Linked DNA regions of Danio rerio: region 1 is linked to region 2. The links are chromatin contacts, called in public Hi-C maps. All regions are on one chromosome and are shown on one strand. Each heading gives the region's core, a stretch centred on a gene start, on an enhancer-like site or on the middle of the called end of the contact. The rest is flanking DNA. Distances are from core to core; before and after follow the strand shown. Region 1 overlaps si:dkey-117m1.4. Region 2 overlaps sod3b (superoxide dismutase 3, extracellular b).

Region 1 (3,505 bases), core at 400-2,899, 150 kb before region 2:
TGTGTGTGTGTGTGTGTGTGTGTGTGTGTGTGTGTGTTTGTGTATGTGTGGGTGTGAGCAAGGTGTGTGTCAGTGAGTAGGATTGTAAGACTGTGAAGGAGTAAGCGTGTAGATATATGTGTGTGTGTGTGCATTTCTTTTGTGACATATACACTCATCGGCCAATTTATTAGGTACACCTTACTAGTACCGGGTTGGACCCCCTTTTGCCTTCAGAACGGCCTTAATCCTTTGTGGCATAGATTTAACAAGGTACTGGAAACATTCCTCAAAGATTTTAATACATATTGACATGACAGCATCATACAGTTGCTGCAGATTTGTCAGCTGCACATCCATGATGTGGATTTCTCGTTCCACCACATCCCAATTGACTGTGGAGGCCGTTTGAGTACAGTGAACTAATTGTCATGTTCAAGAAACCAGCCTGAGAAGATTCACGCTTTATGGCTTGCTGCGTATCCTGCTGTAGGTAGCCATCAGATGATGGGTACACTGTGGGTAGGCTGTGGCAGTGACACAATGCGCAATTGGTACTAAAGGGCCCAAAATGTGCCAAGAAAATATCCTCCACACCATTACACCACCACCACTAGCCTAAACCATTGATACAAGGCTTGATGGATCTACTCTACTTTCATTTCTTTTTTTTTGTTGATGCCAAAATCTGACCCTACCATCTGAATGATGCAGCAGAAAACGACACTCATCAGACCAGGCGATCTATTGTCTAATTTTCTATTGTCCATTCCAATCTTCTATTGTCTAATTTTGATAAGCCTGTGCAAATTTCCTGTTCTTAGATGACAGGAGTGGCACCTGGTGTGATCTTCTGCTGCTGTAGCTTATCTGCCTCAAGGTTGGATGGTTGTGCGTTCAGAGATTATAATCTGCATACCACGGTTGTAGTGAGTGGTTATTTGAGTTGAGCTGGAACCAGTCTGGCCATTCTCCTCTGACCTCAACAAGGCATTTGCGCCCACAGAACTGCTGCACACTGGATATTTTCTCTTTCTCTGACCATTCTCTGTAAACCCTAGAGATGGTTGTGCATGAAGATCCCAGTAGATCAGCAGTTTCTGAAATACTCAGACTAGCCCGCCTGGCACCAACAACCATGCCACATTCAAAGTCACTTAAATCACCTTTCGTCCCCATTCTGATGCTCGGTTTGAACTGTAGCAGTTCGTCTTGACCATGTATGTCTACATGCCTAAATGCATTGAGTTGCTGCCATATGATTGACTGATTAGAAATTTGCGTTAACGAGCAGTTGGAAAGGTGTACCTAATAAAGTGTCCAATGAGTGTATTAGGACAGTATAATAACATTACTATGACATATGTATTACACAAGGAAAAGGTAATTTATGTAGACACTGCCTATGCCCCCATTTTTCGAAAGGCTTATTAAATGTAATATAAAAACTAATTTCCTGTAAGGGGTAGGGCTGTTTAAAAAAAAAAAAAAAAACAGTCTATTTTACAGTATAAAAACCTTTAAGCATATGGATCGTCCTCGCAATTCACAAAAACAAACCTGTGTGTGTTTGTGTGTGCCTGAGGGAATGGGAGTCTCTCTGTAGTGTTTGTACAGGACTAATGATTAACATGCATTCTCCTCTCACTCTCAGGTAAACGTGGTGTACTGAAGCGGCCTTGGTCTGAAGCGGAGCGGGCAGCTGTCGAGACCCACCTGGTGCAAAACATCATGGAGCTGCGTGTGCCCGCCAAAGCAGACTGCGAGCGGTGCCTGGAGCTCTGCCCTCTTCTGGTCACCAACCACCGTGACTGGAGGGCTGTTAAATTCTACTGCCACAACCGAATACAGCTGCTGAAGAAAAGCCAGCAGAGGCAGAGTCCACCTTTGCTGTCCGTCTGCTGAGAGCCTAGTGGTCAAGAAAAAGCAGATGTAGATAAAAGACGTTAAGAGGTGCTAATCGAAAATATCCATATGCTACAGTCACAGTACCAATGCTTTAATTAATGTGATGCTGATTTTGTGTTCAGTGTGTGTAAAAGGGAAAAAAGGTACGATGTCAGACTGAATGCACACTTGTCTTGTGTACTTTTTGAAAATACTGTTGCAGCTACAATGAAAGAACACTAACTTTTTATTTATCTGCACATTACCGAAACGTGTTTGTTTTTTCCTTCCTCTTTTGCTGGCTTTAATGTAGATGATATTTGAAAGTCTAAATGGCTTTGTTTTATGGAACCAGATCAGTCTCAAAAACAATACATTTACAAATGATTACGTCCACAACACAAGTCACATTTACAAAATCCAATTTGTAAGTTTAAAACCCAATTCGTAAATACACAAATCCAATTCGTAAATTTAAAACACGATTATAAATACACAAATCTATTTCGTAAATTCAAAACACGATTCGTAAAAACAAATCTAATTAATACATTCAATACACAAAGCGTAAATATACAAATGCAATTCGTAAGTTCAAAACACGATTCGTAAATACAAAAACCCAATTCATAAATTCAAAACACAAATACGAAAATACACAAATCCAATTCATAAATTCAAAACACGATTCGTGATACAAAAACCCAATTCATAAATTAAAAAAACGATTTGTAAATACACATCCATTTTGTAAACTCAAAGCACGATTAGTAAATACACAAATTCAATTCGTAAATTCAAAACACGATTCGTAAATGCACAAATCCAATTCGCAAATTCAAAAAATGAATTGTAAATACACAAATCCATTTCAAAAACTCCAAACACGATTAGTAAATACATAAATCCAATTCGTAAATTCAAAACACATTTAATTAATACAAAATCCAATTCGTAAATTCAATAAACGATTCGTAAATACACAAATACAATTCGTAAATTCAAAACACGATTAGTAAATACACAAATCCAATTCGTAAATTCAAAACACGATTAGTAAATACACAAATCCAATTCGTAAATTCAAAACACGATTTGTAAATACACAAATCCAATTCGTAAATTCAAAACACGATTAGTAAGTACATAAATTCAATTCGTAAATTCAAAACACATTTATTAAATACAAAATCCAATTCGTAAATTCAATAAACTATTTGTAAATACACAAATCCAATTCGTAAATTCAAAACACAATTTGTAAATGCACAAATCCAATTCGTAAATTCAATTTGTAAATACACAAATCCATTTCAAAAACTCCAAACACGATTAGTGAATACACAAATCCAATTCGTAAATTCAAAACAAGATTCGCAAATACACAAATCCAATTTGTAAATTCAAAACACGATTAGTAAATACACAAATGCAATTCATAAATTCAATACATGATTCGTAAATACACACAACTCCAATTCAGTTGATGAAAATATTTATGATTTTCAGAAAATGTGTTATATTTATAAGTTGTGTTGTCAATTTACCAATTGGCTTTTGTAAATGTGTATTGTGCCGTGCATGTTTGAATTCTATATTGTAAATGTATTATTTTTGAGACTGATCTGGCTCCATACGT
Region 2 (3,278 bases), core at 218-2,717:
GCGGGATTTACAGCGGAAGTTTGAGACCAACTTGACTCTGCTTAGCCCTAAGGAGAGCGAGAATAATAACAGCCAGAAGTCAGCTCACTCGGCACGGCTGGACAGCATGGACAGCAGTAGTGTGACTGTAGACAGTGGGTTTAACTCCCCTCGGTAAGTACTCACTCCATAGAAAGAAAATCCTACAAGTTAGGATAAATTTAGGTGCCATATGTTCAAAGTGAGCATGTGTACAATGCATTTATTTATTGCCATACTTTTTATTTATGATCTTACTACTAAAGTCACTTTGCATAAATATTGAATGAAATATTTCGTTAATTACTAATGTCCCCACAAAATGAACTTTGATTGCATTTAATACAGCATAATTATATATGTCTATGACATAAGAGATAGGACATATATATTATTTATATAATAGTGATTCTCAACTCCAGTCCTGAATATATATCAGGTTTTTTTTATCAAATTTAAGACTTTTTAAAACCCTTTTAATACCAATATGAATGAAATTTTAGACTTATACAGGGCTAGACGCTAATGATAATTTATAATGGCCCGGTTGGGGGGATGTATTTTTTTATTATTATTATTTTTTTGCCTGCCACAAAAAAATTAAATGTAATTATTTCTTAGCGAACTACTTTAATGTGTCAAAACAAGAAAACTCTAGTTGTATACACTATTTTCAACATAATATTACTTACTTTTTAAAATGACAAGTTTAACATTGTTAAAAATATATTTATTGTGGAGGCAATAACATAAATAATCAAAAATATATATTTGTTGGCTTTTTTAGTCTAAATTGATTGAGTATAACTTCTATTCACCCTAATGTATTTCTGTTATAAAACCTTAAGTTTTATGCATATTTATATTATGTCTACTCACCCTTTATTTCTGTAAATATTTTTTGTATGAATGGAAGATAATGTAAAGGGATATATTGCTCTGTTATTATCATGAGGAAATTGTGTAATTGTTTTTAGTTTTCTTACCCTGATTTTATTAAGATGGATTGTTGGTGATTGGATGAATGTCGGCCCAATTGGGTAGCTTTACTTAAACAGAGGAAAATTAAGAACTATTCAATATCATTTAAGACATACAACACAATATTTCAGTGAACTTAAGACTTTTTTAGACCAAATTATTTTTTAATTTAAGACATTTTAAGACCTGGCGGATACCCTGATATATAGTTATATATCTCACAGTGTTTTAACTTCACCTATGATGCATATCTTTCATTTGAGACACATAATATTAGCATACAACGCAATTTTCATATACCAACTTCAACTGTGGTGTAAAGCATGATTTATCCCATTTTTCTTTGACAAGGCCACAAACCAGCGCAGACAGCCTTTAACTGGGTTTCCCAGGGCTATGTATGTGTTAGCAGAAGCCCTTTATGAGTGAGAGGGTGAGGACTTTTTTCAGCAGCTAAAAATAGACCCCTTGTGTCTGTATGACTCATTCAGAGAGATATGGCAGGGGTAGAATAACCGAGAGAGCCTACATGTTCTGCACATGTGCTTTTACTTTTTTACAATACAATACATTTACATCACAGGGAAAATCTGTAAAATCCCAGCCACTAAACTTTGTTAGTTTCCACCTGTATTTTGAATTTAGCAATGCATTGTGTTTTATTATAATAGTAGAAAATATCCATAAACTTCACGCAATTGCTAACGGTAATTTTTCTGCCGGTGATGTTTATAATCATATGATGCATATATGTGTTTTAAGCTGAATTTGCTGACTGTGAGTCTATAAATTCAGTGTATTTTACTGCCTTTATATGATCAGTACCATGTATTGATCATAAAAAGTAAAAAGCCTTGGATATTTAGTAGCGTCACATAGAGAATGATCATTATGCCAACCTCACTCAAGTTTGGAGACTTTTATCTAAGAGTTGGGCTCTGTCCACCCCATGACATCAGTCTGTACATTTAGAGTTTACTCTGTATTAATGGCTCTAAAAAGCTTACGAGACACAAGTGCCACAAATCTGCAATTTTAATACCCCCGGCTGCCCCGTCACTTACTCTAACACTCACACACACACACACGCACGCCCAATCATTCACTATTTTCTGGATGACTCATCACATTAACGATGATGTCATTCCACGGCTCCTGGAAAAACACCAGCATGGCTGTAGTGCATAGACACATTTAGTTTGTGATTGATGTGTGGTAGTAATGCAATTACACGGAGAGGGACAAGAAAAAAAAATAAATAACTTGCACGTTTCTCTATACAGCAGTGAAAAAGATTCTCTCGGGGTTCTGAGCAGTCTATTTAAAAGATTATTACTGCAAAAATGTCATATTTTTTAATTATTATATGAGAATTATTAATTAATGGTTATAATATAGTTATTATTATGCGAAACGTAAGAAAATAAAAAAAAAATTTGAAAAAGAAAACAAAAACTAACTGAAGGGGTATATACATCACACAATAAAGCAGAGATGTTAGTTAATAACAGTTAATACAATTTAAAGTAATGTTTTTTTTGTTATAATAATTATAATATTTTTAAATATTATTAAATAAAGTAGGAAATTACCCATAGCAACCTTAATGTAATACAATTTGGTACATTTATCTTCGGCCCACGGCTCATAATGATATTTGTTTTTTGGTGCTTCATATGAAAATGTTTGTGCACATCTGCATTAAAGAAAGATTAGATAATTTACAAATTTCAGTTGTTTTTAAAGCCTTTTTTGTAAAAGAGCTAGAAATAGCTTTAAAGTAATTCTGCTTTTCAGTAAGGTTTTTTGGTTTGTAAATTTACATTTATGTATATAAAGTTTTGTTAATAGGATAAGAAGATATATTATTTATTTTAATGTAAAGGTTCTATTTTGTAATTAATAAAACATAGTAAGGAAAAGTATTTTATCAACATCCTCAGTTACAAAAAGGGAAAGATCTTTCCAAAGCAAATTAAAATAACTGCTTTGCTAAATTAAGTGATCTAGGGGGTCATGGTGTTGCTTACAAAAGAAACAAAAATGTCATCATTTACTAAACAATGTGTCATTCCAAACCTGTAGGACTTACTTCTTTTAATATATTTACAATGAAGTAAGGTTGTCGCGTTACCATTAATTCATGTTACGATACTATGCCAGCAGAAGTATCATGATACCAAGTAATGTTCCGATACTGTAATTCATAACTCAAATCCATAAAAAAAAGAAAATGGTCAGAAATACGATAACTTATGTTATAATAGGCCTACTTGATT

Evidence for each region. Hi-C and Micro-C count contacts between places; a contact is called where the count stands out from the background.
Region 1: a contact with region 2 is called in a Hi-C map of an unstated tissue, with 2.9 times the contacts expected there. The contact joins two enhancer-like sites. A contact is called at or near these places in 3 of 18 Hi-C or Micro-C datasets (caudal fin, embryo and an unstated tissue).

What each region holds. Positions count from the first base shown.
Region 1 is chr1:43,156,680-43,160,184 of GRCz12tu, reverse strand. si:dkey-117m1.4 reads left to right here. Exons shown (of 9, transcript XM_021476796.3): 9 at 1,634-3,505. The coding sequence ends at 1,884. Among named protein-coding and RNA genes, the nearest start is that of ccdc149b, 24 kb to the right of the region's middle. Within about 2 kb of position 1,649, at least 8 of the 62 cell types and tissues checked have an H3K27ac peak or open chromatin away from gene starts, as enhancers often do.
Region 2 is chr1:43,008,915-43,012,192 of GRCz12tu, reverse strand. The region is part of intron 2 of sod3b (superoxide dismutase 3, extracellular b); the gene reads right to left. stox2a (storkhead box 2a) reads left to right here. Exons shown (of 4, transcript XM_001922863.9): 3 at 1-153. Among named protein-coding and RNA genes, the nearest start is that of sod3b, 10 kb to the right of the region's middle. Within about 2 kb of position 1,467, at least 10 of the 62 cell types and tissues checked have an H3K27ac peak or open chromatin away from gene starts, as enhancers often do.